Linked DNA regions of Mus musculus: regions 1 and 3 are each linked to region 2. Evidence: chromatin contacts called from public HiChIP or PLAC-seq data. All regions are on one chromosome and are shown on one strand. Each heading gives the region's core, a stretch centred on a gene start, on an enhancer-like site or on the middle of the called end of the contact. The rest is flanking DNA. Distances are from core to core; before and after follow the strand shown.

Region 1 (4,308 bases), core at 357-2,856, 310 kb after region 2:
TGGAAAGGATCTCAGAGGAGAAATACATTTGAAAAGGAGAAAAATATTCAGTGAGAGGTCCCTCCCCCACCCCTTTGGAGCATGTGGCATTACCCTTGGTGTCCATATGCCGTCTGTAAAGTCTTTTGCTTCCCCTAAAAGTTTTGGAGAAATAGACTCTTTTTTGGTTATCTTGAACAGAGCATATGACAGGGCTTAGAGGTCAGAGACAAGATGGAGCCTGTGAGGTTCTCGAGTCTGCCTGGAAACAACCTTAGTTTTTTACATGTATGCTAAGTATCTGAACAAAAGTCCTCTTGCTTCTTCAGCTTGTTTGTTATCTTGTGCCTTTGTTGGTCCTGTTCTGCTATACATTTTAGTGTGTATGCCTCTGTCATATTGGTATATAACAGAGCATGGTGTTACTAGGAAACCTACTCTCAGCCTGTCATACCCCACCTCTTCTCTGCTGCTTCATCCAAGCTGGTCCAGATGATGTCATGAAAGAAGGCAAGGGATGAGCAGATGATGTTTTGTGGAGAACACCTACTGGGATTCCTCATCCTGCCTGTGCTGATCCCGCATGGCCCCTCATGAAACCTCTTCCTGTGTGCCAACCACAGGACCTTGGAAGGAGTCTTCCCTGGGGTTCCTGAGCCCCTTCAGGCCTTCTGGGAAGGTTTGTTTCCTCCCACAAGGAGTTGGAAGAACATCGTGAAAAGCGTCTTGAGTTTGACATAGCTCAGAGAGAGAGCAGAGGATACAAGCCTTTGAGCATGGCCTCAAGTAGCTAGAGAAAGACACACCAATGGAAAAGACTGCCATCCCTGACAGAGTCATTCTTCCACAGTAGCTACTGACAGGGTCAGGAAAAAGCTATGCTGAAACTTGAACCCTTGTACATGGGCACTGGCTTCTGAAATCTCCTAGCATGTTCATAACGATGACCCAAACCCATTGAGCAGTCATCCTTGTATCCTTCAGTCTTAATCGCATCCCCACAAAGGTTAGGCAGGGGTGTAGGGGTGAGAGGGTGGGGGTGTAGGGTCAAGGGATGAGGGTCAGGGGTGGGGCACTACGGTCGGGGATGAGGGGTTGAGTCCTACTGTGGTACTGTTGGGAGATGGTAGCAACTTCCAGGGGCAAAGTTTTGCTTCCTGTTAGTCTCAGTGTCACAGAAGGTGTGCTCTTGAAGGACGAAGTGTGACCTCAGTCCACCCCTCTTTCTATCTTTTCCTTTCTGGCCACTTGGTTGTGCCACCTGCTGCCCATCACTGCGTCTGCCCCTCCCACCAGAGACCTAAAGGCAATGAATCTGCCTGACTCCTGACTGTAACCACTAAACCATGAGTCAAAACCATCCTTCTCTCTTTATAAGTTGATCATCTAAGGCACCGGTTACAGTAGCGGAATGCTAGGGAACTCATTCCTATTGCTGCGTCAAAGAATACTCCGACCCGTCCTGTTGTTGAGCTGGCGTGGCGGGTGGGTGAGGCTTTTGGTGAACATATGTTTTCATTTCATGTGGGAAAATCCCTAGGAGGGCCACTCTGGGTCACAGGGCAGGGTTTATGGATTGTCTTAGCAGTTGCCACATCCTTACTAATATTTAGTCATGCTGGTGATGTTAATTTTTGGTAGGAGTATTGTGGTATCTCATTTGTGGTTTTAATTTTTATTTCCTGGTGAGTACTGGTGAGTGTCTTTGCAGTCCCTGGTGGTCATTTGCATGTCTTTTTGTTGTTGTTTTTGTGTGTGTGTGTGTGTGTGTGTGTGTGTGTGTGTGGTATACAAATTCTCTCATCCAGCTATTTACCTATTTATTTAATTGCTCACATATTCGCATGAGGCTGAAGTTGAACCCTTGGCTTTGCACAGTCTGGGCAGGTGCTATTACCACTGAATTGTATCCACAGCTCTCTGGGTCCTTTCCTTATATAATCTCACATGTCTTAAGCCAACCTTGAACTCACTTCTCTCTTGGTTTATAATTGTGCACTACCCTATCAGGTTCTTTCACCCATTTTTAGTTGAATTGATTATCTTTCATTAGTGAGTTGAAAGAGTTCTTGGTATACCCAGCATATCTGTTCATTTTTAGATTTGTGAATATTTTCTCCCAATCGGTGGCTTGCTTGTTTGTTTGCTTACTGATGTCTTTTTAAGATGTAGTTATTTATTTTTAAAGTGTGTGAGTATTGGCCTGTATGTATGTTCATATATCATGTTTGTGCCTAGAACCTGAGGTAGCCAGGTGAGGGCACTGGGTGCCCTAGAAATGGAGTGACAGATTGTTGTAAGCTGCCATGTGGGCTCTGGGAACCAAACCTGGGTTCTGTGGGAAGCAGCCAGTGCTGTTAAAAGGGCTGAACGTCGTCTCTCCAGCTCTCTTGCTGAGATCCCTTACCAGCAGAAGCTTTCGGCTTTGTTGGAGACAGATGTCTCGGCCATCCTTGGTGATTAGCTCTTCCTGTGACTCCCCCAACATTTGCTTATACCCCAAACTACGAAAATGTTCTCTTACGCTTTTCTCTAAATATGTTATGGCTTTTGTCCCTGGGTCTGTGGTTCATTTCAAGTTAATTTTTGCAAATGAGGAAGAGAGAGAGAGAGAGAGAGAAAGATAAGTGTCTTGTTTGTCTTCAAATAAACACCCAATGAAGGCAGCGCCATTTTTTTTTTTTAGAAGACTTTTCCTTCCCCATAAATCGTTTTGACTTCTTGGACAAACGCAGATGTCCCTGTAAGTGTGAAGTCGTCCCTGGCTCTTGGCTCTTTTCTGTTGGTTATCTGTCAGTCCTTGGCCAGCCAACATCACACACCTGTTTGCACGTTAATCTGGCTACTCCATCTTCTCACGTAATCACTTTTGTTTGTTAATTTTCTGTATTCTCTGTTTTTATGTTATTTGGTTCCACTCTTATTATTTCTTTTTCTTCTACTCAGTGTTTCCTTCCTCCTTACTTCCTCTCGCCTTCCCTCCCTCCCTTCCTTCTTTTTGTTCCGAGTCTTAGAGAGGGCCATTGAAGCACTGCCTTGAAACCTACCTTCTTTGGTATATGAAATTATGAATCTCCTTCCTAACACTGTTTTTACCACAGCTCAACATCTTGATGTTTTATTCCCACGATCATTCTGATCAAAAGTCCGTTTTCCTTGCTGCTTCTGCTTTAGCTCAGGATTACTTAGAAGTCCTGTCTGCCTCTAAACCTCACCATCAGTGACTTCTGGTTTAATGCCCTGTACCCAACAAAAATTCAATACACCAGTACTACCTCTTCAACTTATTGGGACTTATTTTATGGACTCACGTGTAATTTATCTTTTAACTGGAAACATATGGTTTTGTTTTTAATTCATACATAGTAATTGCTCGTATTTTGGGGTGCAGAGTAATATTTCAATTCATATAAATGTTTAATGCTCACATGAGGATATTTGGCATATTTATTTTCTCTAACATTCCGTCTTTTTCTTTGTTATGACCATTCAGAACCCTCTCTAGGAGCCCTTTTGCAACATACAGCCAAGTGTAGCCTACTACGCTGTAGAACACAAGGAGTTATCACTCATGAGCAACTGTGCCCCTTAACCATCACCCTTCCCCAAAGTCTTCTCTAGTCTGTCTTCTGCTTTTGTGAGATCAACAATTTCAGATATTATATAAGTGAGAACATGTACTAATGGTTTTTCTTCATTTTACATTTACCTAATTGTATTTGTGCACACGTGTGTGTCACAGTGTGCATGTGGAAGTCAGAAGTCAGCTGTCAAGAGTTAGTTGTTTTCTTCTACCATGTGGATTCCAGAGATCTAACTCAGGTTGTCAGACTTGGCGGCAAGCACCCCTGCTTCCCGAGCCAGCTCATAGGCCCCTGCATTTGTCCTTCTCACCTATTTCACGTAACACAGTACCCTCTTGACAAGAGCTCCACAGAGCAAGATGCTCTCTAAATGCCAACAGGGCCAAGACATTGGCGAGTTTATGCAAATGCAGATGCCACCACTGATTTGAGACCTAGCCCTTCTATCAATAACAGTGTGAACATCTTAAAACAGGATTGTGCCATTTCCTGATTTTTGAGTTGTGTTGTTTTTTGCTTTGTGTATGTTGAAGATAGTTTCTCAGTACCTACAAACCAGTGATTGTCACTTCTCCTGGATGAGCTGATGCTTATGACATGTCTGCCCCTACTCCATCTGGAACTCATCTCCATCTGAGAGCTCCACAGCCCCACCAGCAACCTTCTTCCTGTTTTCCTAATTCTCTCTCTCTCTCTCTCTCTCTCTCTCTCTCTCTCGCTCTCTCGCTCTCTCGCTCTCGCTCTC
Region 2 (4,059 bases), core at 936-3,435:
TCCATTATACATGTCCATCAGCCCAAACATTTATCCATGTTTTCTGTGTTAAGACATGAGTCCTCTCTACTAGTACTTTGATGTACAGTTGCCAGTCATAGCCACCCTACAGTGCTGTAAGACAGCAGAAACTTCTAACATCATACCACTAACAACCCTTTCTGCCCCCTCCTAGTTTATCTTCCCATCAGCCTCCTCTGACAGCTTGCTCCTGCTTGTCCCTACTGTGACCTGTGGGTCAGGCTTGGCTTTCACAGCAGGACTTAAGACTCTGCTCTCTTCTTTGGAACACTCGACATGGGGGGTGATGCTAGCTACGAACCACCACCTTTTAAAGTAGCTGTGATCTCTTCAAGCTTTGGGTCATTTAGTCCATATTTTCAACAAGTTTCTTTCATGTGCAAGATCTTCATTTTCAGGGGAATGTAAGTTTTCTTGCATGAAATACTGGACAATCACAAGTAGTCTTAGAATCGACAACACTCACCAATGAGCTTGTTGCTTATGCCTTTGGTGTGAAGTGGCTGCCGTGTTACAAGCGGCATTAGCTTCCTTGGACACTATCTACTGACAGTGACTAGGGCCTCAGGTGGTTTTGATGCGAATGCTGAGGTCTAGAATCTTCCAAAGGTTCACTTGTGTTTGAGGAGGTTGATGCTATCAGCTAGGACTTCAGTGGTAGCCAAAGGCCAGATTACGTAGCCTACACCGAATCTTGGCACTGAATGAGGCATGAGGGCCTTAAGATAGATGACCAGGAAACACCCTTGTGAAGGCAGGGGACTCGGGGACCCTCAGTTTGGAACATGTGCTGCTCTGGACTTCAACCAAAGCTCTGGCATTTTCCTGTGCGATACCTTTCATCACGCTGTTTGAAGCCAACAGCATGGCCTGGGGACTTGAAGGGATTGCTCAGCGGCGGACTGTAAGTTTAGCAGGCAGAGAGTCCTGGATTTAATCCGCAGTGCCAATATTTTCTAGAACATTTTCTAGAAAAGTGCTGCCTAGTGAAGTTCCTGGGATTGAATCTGTGCTCTACTAACAAGGCTAGTACTGGTCTGACTTGCCCGGCTGAGCGTGGGATACAGGGGCATTTTACTGTTTAATGTTCAAGAGCTGTCTCTCACCTTTACCAGCTCACATTCCTAGGAGGTGCACAACTCAGGGGAAGTTATTTTAAATGTCACAGCATACAGGAGAAAACTGCCTGCGTTAAACTCTTTTACATGGTTAGTAGGTTTTTAAAAATTCTTTGACAGTTCCACATACATGTGTAATGAATTTTAACTGCTTTGACTACCATTCCCCTCACAGAACCCTTCCCCACTCTCCTCGCCGGACTAGCTGGAACCCTTCTCGTCATCTACCAGTAGTCCGGCGAGGAGAGGTGGAACCTCATGGGTCACTCTTTCTCCTATCCCTGATGAAATGCTGGCAGGACCAGTCTTGGTCAGGACTGGTAGAGAACCACAGCTACAGAGATTTCTGGGCTGTAATGACTAGGTCATGCCCTGGAGATGTCTTCTGGTGTCACATCTCCCAATCCTTTGGCTTTTATCTTCTTTCTGTCTTCTCTCCTATTCAGTCCTGAGCCTTGAGGAGTGTGATGCATTGTCCCACTGAGGGTCAAGCACTTTGTCCTCATCAGTTCTTGTCACTTTAACCAGTTTGCCTAACTGCTGCCCACTAGATGTCCAGTAGATTTAAATTATGAAATTAATAAGTCTTTTTTTGTGTGTGTGATGGACATAAATATTTAAAGATATCTATAATCAAAGGTCCTTTATTGTGATCTTTTTAGGACTACATGTCTAGTATCTGGTTTATGTTTTCTACTTTTGGCCAGGTAGCTGCAGTGACAGGACTTTTGCTATAGGGTTTATCAATGCATAATTGATCTCTAGTTCCCCTGTTCTAATGTGTAGATGGACAGTCAAAGCAATGTCTTTGCTGGGGAAGCAGGGAGTAGCCCAGGTGCCAGCCCGGTGCTGATGCACTTTCTCTACTCCAGGAACCAGATGACAAGGTCTCGCTTGCTCAAGCTGAGCGTCAAGCACACAGATGGCCTTGGTTGTGTTTGCACTGTTGAACATCCTGTTTTCCAGGAATATTTAATGACAGTGGGAAATGTGATCTAACGTGAAGCCCGCTCCATCAGTACTGCAGACTGTGCCCAGGCACTCTGAGTCAGCATGAACAACCACAGGCAGGAAGGGAGCCAACCAGCCAGGGCTACTACCCCAGGATGGCTGTGGAGGAAGAGCCAACAGGAGATACCAGGCCCAGGGAGGTCAGTTAACCCTTTTCTCTGAGCATCCTGGTTGGAGGGAAGGGGAGAAGCGAAGAGCAAGGAGGTTAGGCTGCTAGAGAGAGGACTGGCAAGTATCACTGGCGAAGTTCAAGAGTGCAGATTAATATTTCCATAAGCCGGTCCCATCAGGTCTACCAACCCTGTTAGAGGCAATTGGATGCTGACTCTTCAGGGTCCCCTAAGGTCATGTCTACAATGTCCTTATTTTTATCCTAGAATACTGTATAAAAGAGAACTTGGATGTTACAACCACAGAGTCAGATGAAATGGATCTGCGTGGCCTCAACAGTTGCTCACAGATTCATCGGTTACTATGGCTAATTGTTTCAGCTCCTGCCTGCCTGTTCCTGCCAAACCTCGGAGGAAAACTGTCATTGTATTGGTTTTAAGAAGTGGGGTAGGGCCTGGAGAGATGGCTCAGATGTTATGAGCACTGACTGCTCTTCCAGAGATCCTGAGTTCAATTCCCAGCAACCACATGGTGGCTCACAACCATCTGTAATGGGATCTGATGCCTTCTTCTGGTGTGTCTGAAGACAGCTACAGTGTACTCATATACATAAATAGACACATGGAAATGGGGTAGAGTCAGATGTTGGGGAACATGTCTGTAAATTCAGCACTTGGAAGACAGAGGTGGCAAGATGGAGAAAGTTCAAACTTCCTCAAAGCCAGCCTAGGTTACAACAGTGAGTTCAAGGCCAGCCTGGGCTACAGAGTCTATCTATGGGTATGGGTTATTGAAGGTTAGGTTCCCTCTGTACCCCACCACCTGTTGGTCATTCTGCCATGTTATGATATAGCAGAGGTATTGACTCTTACCAGATGAGCTCCCTCGGTCTTGGACTTCCCAGCTTCCCAAACCACAAGCTAAGGAACTTGTGTTGTTTATAAGTCATTCAGTTTGTGGCTTTCTACTACAGCAGCTGCAAAAGGACTAAGTCCTTGATAAAGAACCTGCTGAGGGTTGGTCCACCTCTGTGGTCTAATTCGTTCCTATGAAGGGAGTCTATCTGTGCAGATGTCTGTGACCTTTGCGATGGGTGTTTTTTCCCCTCCAGCTGTTAGTTTTGATAGAGATGAACTCAGCTTGTCTTCAGAAGAGGGGGAAATGGAAACTCACAAGTCTGGGTCCCAAAGCAACAGATTTCCACATGCTGTGTGGCTACTGCTGCTCCTCTGTCTTGGGATCCATGAGGAGAGAATAAGGGGCCAGTGAGTGCTTCAGCCTCCTCCAGAGTCCTGCGCTCCTGGGGCTTGGCTACTCTAGCAGGGCTTGTCGTGTGAGCAGAAGGTACTCTGACTCTGTGTCTCCTCTCATGCTTGCTCTAACAGTTGATTTGTTGGGGATTGAACCCAAGGTTGCATGCATGATCACATTCTACCACTGAGCTGCAATTGACCCTTCCCTAGTAGCTTCCGTGTCTTGATGTGTAGCTCAGGCTGGCCTTATGCCCTGGATCTTCCTGCCTCAGCTGGACCCATGTGCTGAGATTTCAAGTATGTGCCACCATACCCAGCTAATCATCAGGTTTCTTTCTTTTCTTGCCTGCACCTCTCTCTCTCCTTCTCCCTCTCCCTCTCCATCCCCCTTCCCCCTCCCCCTTCTCTCCTTTTCTTTTTGAGATAGAGTTCCATTTGGCTCCAACCTAGCCTCAGACTCTTTTTTTGTTAACAAGTCTAGCTTTGGATTCCTAATCCTCTTGCCTCCACTTCTCAAGTGCTGGGATTACAGATATGTGTCACCA
Region 3 (3,899 bases), core at 907-3,406, 410 kb after region 2:
TGCAGAGATTGCAGGCGGCTGGCCGCCTTCCCTGCTCCGGCCCCATTGTTTGCCGAAAATGCTGAGGGCAGCAAGTCTGGAGAAGGTTTGGCAGCGGCCGTCAGTCGTAGTAAGTGCGTCACAATAGAGTTTGTAACTCCGAGCGCAGCTCCGCCCGGGTCGAGCGCCCTCGGCCGCAAGGTCCCTCCTGCTGCCTGCCCTGCGCGCCACCCCAAACACTAAACCACTTCTCTCGGGTGCAACCTTGCCGGAATGTGCACACTTCCAAAGAGGGCCTTAAGAGACATCCCTTTGAAAGTTCCACACCTAGCTGCGCGTTCTTGGCAATACCCGGCGCAAGGCTGACTCTTTCCCTCCCCGGGCCACCATGCCGAGACTCACGTCCGCCCCTTCCCTTCCGAGCGCGGCGTGTTGCGCCGATCGAACGACCCCTGCACGTCGCCACCGAGGAGGCAAGGGAAACAAAGCCGGGTCCTGGGCTCCAGGGCCCCGCGCCTGCCCGTCCGCCCTCCGCCACGCTCCGCCGGGGAGCCGAAGGTTTCGCGCGCCGCGCCTCTGGCCCGCGCTGCACCGGCCGCCGCCGGGATCATCCTCCGCCTCCTCCCGCTCCGCCCCTAGCGCGCAGCTCCCGCCGCCGCGCGGGCACCGCCAGCCCTGCGCCCCTGGCGCCGGCTGCCAGTGCTCCCCCATTGGCCCGCGCGCAGTCGCTCCCCATCGTAACCAATGGGCAGAGGCGGTGGGGGCGGCGCCTACGGGTCAGGCAGCCGAAGGCAAGGCGATTGTTGACAAACTCGCCGCCCAGCGCCGCTCAGACTGTGCCGGCCACCGCAGCTCCGGCTGGAACTTAGGGGGCCGGGCAGCTTCGCTTTGCGCCCCGCCCCACCCCTGGGCCAGGCCGGGACGGCGCGCGCTTTGCGGGAATTCCCGCCGCCAGGGCAGCGGGACATTAGAGACAAAGCGAGACACGCACCCCTCGGAGATCCGCGAGGCCACGATCGCACTCCAGGCCATTCCGAGCCAAGTCCCTAATGCCTCCGCAGTCCCCTGAAGAACTTCTCAGCAACTTCACCTGCTGTGTCCCCATGTGCTACCGAGTGCTACCGACACGAACCAAATATGAACGACCATCTCGGGTCTCGGGCATGCACATCCAGACCTCTGCCCCCACTGTTCAGTTAGCCTTCCTCAAGCAGTGCCTGCCCCGTGGGCAATAGGCTTGCGAGCTCAGGGGTCCGCCAGCCTATGCGACTGGGTCCCGGTGCAATCGGGCTAGGAGTAGTCGGCTAGCTGGGGCTTGGAATACGCGTAGCCTAAGTGGTCCTAGGGGGGTTACGGGGTTTCTTGTCTCCTGTAGATACGGTGTTCCTCAATATCCACAGGACGGTCGCAAAAGGAACCGGGCCGCCAGGGACATCCGGAAAGGAAATTGACCACTATGGCCAAACTGACTTGAATGGGTACAAGCAAAGTCTGGGCGCGTGTGATTTTAATACTCAAACCTCCGCAATGAACCCGCGTCAGCGAAGAGTTAAGTCTACCCGCCCGCCGCTACCGCGCGGCTACTTCTCCCGGGCCGTCTGGGTCGCCGCGACGCTTCCCGGCTGGACGCACTACCGGCACCACGAAGCGGGACCTCGGCTCCAAGCCGAGACCACGCGCCCTCCTTGCCCGCGAGAGATGCCTCAGCGGCCCCTCGTGCGGCATTGCGTCCCAACCCAGTCTTCGGCTAAGTGCCCGCAGCTTCAGTGCCGACAACCCTTCCCCAAAAGTGCCTTGGCACGCAGCGACCTCGACCCGACTCCCAGCGTTCGCCTCCTGCAGCCACGCGGGACAAACCAGTGCCTCCACCCGCACGTGCGACACCAGAGACAGATGAAGCCGCTGCGGCGCCTGTCTTCTATCCATCCCCAGCCTGCGCCCCGGGAGTCGCGGAGTGTTTACCTTGCGTTTCTCAGTCCGAGAATCAGAGTCAGACATTGGGTGGACGAGGGCCAGGGGAAGGGCGCCGAGGCGGTGGCGGCGGGAGCAGCGGAGGTGGTGTGAATCCAAGTGGAACACAGCTCGCAGAGCGGCTGCAGGAATCCGGTGACGGCGACGATGGCAAGGACCGCAGAGCTCCAACCAGCTGGTGACCCAGTGCCTGCGGGGAGCGAAGTGAAAGCAGCCTGCTCTTGAGACTCTGCGGTAGTTGAGCCCCCGCCCCCGCGCCCAATCACCGCGGGCTCCGCCCCCGTTTAGTCCGGCCCCCGGCAAGCCGGAAGGTAAGCCCCACCCCCCACGGCCCCCAGGCCGCTGGCGCGTGCAGGCTGCGACAGGTAGTGGGGAGGGTGGCCCCGCCGGCTGTCCTGCAGTTTGCGTGCGCCGCCCACCCCGGCGTGTTTACCCTAGTGTCTTGGCCTGCGGGCAGCTGCATGCTCGCCCATCCTCCACTCAGAATGTACCCGCCCCTCCCCGTCCGCCCGTGGCGGCCACCTCGCAGAGCGGAACTTAGGGGGCGCTCAGGGTACACTGCTCTGTGTCCAGCCCGGCCGCGGGCGCCAGTTGGAAGCCTCAGAAGGCGTCCCTCCGCCCTTGCTTTGCACAGCTTCTCAGCCCCAAACCATGAGGATTAGATTGGTGCAAGGATGGGCACTGGCCTTTGACTGTCCTTTCCTAGAATTCCTGACCTCCGGGGGACTCAGATCAGCAAGATGCTCACCCCTCTTCGTCTGCGCCTCAAGCGAGATTCTTCGTCGCCGCCGCCTTCTGCCTTCTGTCCTCCTTTAGGCTCTCCTTAGTGTTGTGTTTGTGTGTGTGTGCTGTTGTTGTTGTTGTGGTTTATATGTTTGTTTCCCTAGTGCCCAGTTACTTAAGAGGCAGAGGTGGTGGTGAGAAGGACAGTTGAGAGACAAGAGAAGCGGGAAGCTTCAGGGAGCGATGGGCGGGCACGACAAGCATATAAAATAGGGGAATGAGAAAGTTAGCTGGAAAAGAATAACTACAAGGAAAAGGAGGGGGGCTACCAAGGAAAGACGGTTGTGCCATGAGCGGTGTTGGGAGCCTCGAAATGTTTGGGGCTCACAGTGTACGCCAGGAACTGTCTATCCATCGGTCCGCCGATGCTGGCGACCATGGAGCAGCGGAGTTCAGGCCGAGCTGGGAAAACCATAAGGGGGTCGAAAAAAAAATCCCTTGATCTTCCTGAGGCCTTTGTGATTCCAACAGAAGTCTGGAAGTCAATGGCGCCATGTGCATCCCCACCCCCAGCCCCTTCTCTCATAGCGGCGGCCCAAAAAAGCTGCTCTGGAAATGGAACGTCCCACTCCCCACACGAGATTAAGGAAACTCTATTAATGGGCTACCCAACCTGCATCCAGGCTGGCAGTAAGTAGGACGTAGCCTTTTCTTGCAGAACAAGTGTTGCGACCTGCCGTCCCAATCAATGTTGGGCCATCTTGGTCATTTTGGTGTTTGTATGCGGATCTAACGTCACGGTGACACAGCACAGCCCCATGCTAAAGTCTAGCTTCTCAAGTGAATCCTGAGTGAGATCAAAGAAGCCATTGGTTCCCAGGGAAGCTGGGGTGTTCAAGGCAAAGCCTTGCTCCTGCTGGAGGTCAGGGGTGATCGCTACAAGAGCGCACAGGGCAAGGGCGTGGATGAAGTCAAGTACACCGCCGATCCAGGTCTGTCCTGACCAAGGTCTGTGAAGCAGTACTGTGCCTTGGCCACTCGGCATCCCACCCATGCAGCCCAATCTGCTACTGCTACTCTGGGAGTCCAAAGCCAGCAGCAAGTATTCTGCGCCCTCAGCGTGGAGCTAGGCGCCTCATACTTGGACTAGAAAAGAACCATACAGGGGTGGGAGGTGGGGGTGGGGAAGCGCTGGTGTTTCTTTGTAGGAGCAGGCTGCTCTGGAG

Evidence for each region. HiChIP or PLAC-seq counts read pairs in DNA pulled down with a chosen protein or histone mark.
Region 1: a contact with region 2 is called in a FOXA1 HiChIP or PLAC-seq map of pancreatic cancer cells. The contact joins two enhancer-like sites. A contact is called at or near these places in 1 of 484 Hi-C or Micro-C datasets (olfactory sensory neurons), 2 of 115 datasets of contacts at active chromatin or transcription factors (acute myeloid leukemia and pancreatic cancer cells) and 1 of 9 other capture datasets (liver).
Region 3: a FOXA1 HiChIP or PLAC-seq map of pancreatic cancer cells shows a contact between it and region 2. The contact joins the promoter of Bcl2l11 here to the enhancer-like site in region 2. A contact is called at or near these places in 6 of 39 promoter capture datasets (the 3T3-L1 cell line, the SN4741 cell line, cranial neural crest and 3 more), 2 of 15 datasets of contacts at CTCF or cohesin (both in the NIH/3T3 cell line), 2 of 484 Hi-C or Micro-C datasets (the 3T3-L1 cell line and bone marrow-derived macrophages), 15 of 115 datasets of contacts at active chromatin or transcription factors (the SCID.adh cell line, SST interneurons, acute myeloid leukemia and 10 more) and 1 of 9 other capture datasets (adipose tissue).

The regions. Positions count from the first base shown.
Region 1 is chr2:128,223,914-128,228,221 of GRCm38.p6, reverse strand. No RefSeq gene overlaps it. Among named protein-coding and RNA genes, the nearest start is that of Gm14009, 56 kb to the right of the region's middle. Within about 2 kb of position 1,606, at least 12 of the 459 cell types and tissues checked have an H3K27ac peak or open chromatin away from gene starts, as enhancers often do. A contact at or near this core is called in pancreatic cancer cells, where this site is marked.
Region 2 is chr2:128,535,712-128,539,770 of GRCm38.p6, reverse strand. The region is part of intron 1 of Gm39928 (a long non-coding RNA gene); the gene reads left to right. Among named protein-coding and RNA genes, the nearest start is that of Gm39928, 12 kb to the left of the region's middle. Within about 2 kb of position 2,185, at least 24 of the 459 cell types and tissues checked have an H3K27ac peak or open chromatin away from gene starts, as enhancers often do. A contact at or near this core is called in the SN4741 cell line, acute myeloid leukemia and pancreatic cancer cells, where this site is marked.
Region 3 is chr2:128,124,295-128,128,193 of GRCm38.p6, reverse strand. It overlaps Bcl2l11 (BCL2-like 11 (apoptosis facilitator)), which reads right to left and starts at 2,156. Exons shown (of 4, transcript NM_207680.2): 1 at 1,942-2,156. It also overlaps a transcript of Acoxl not described here.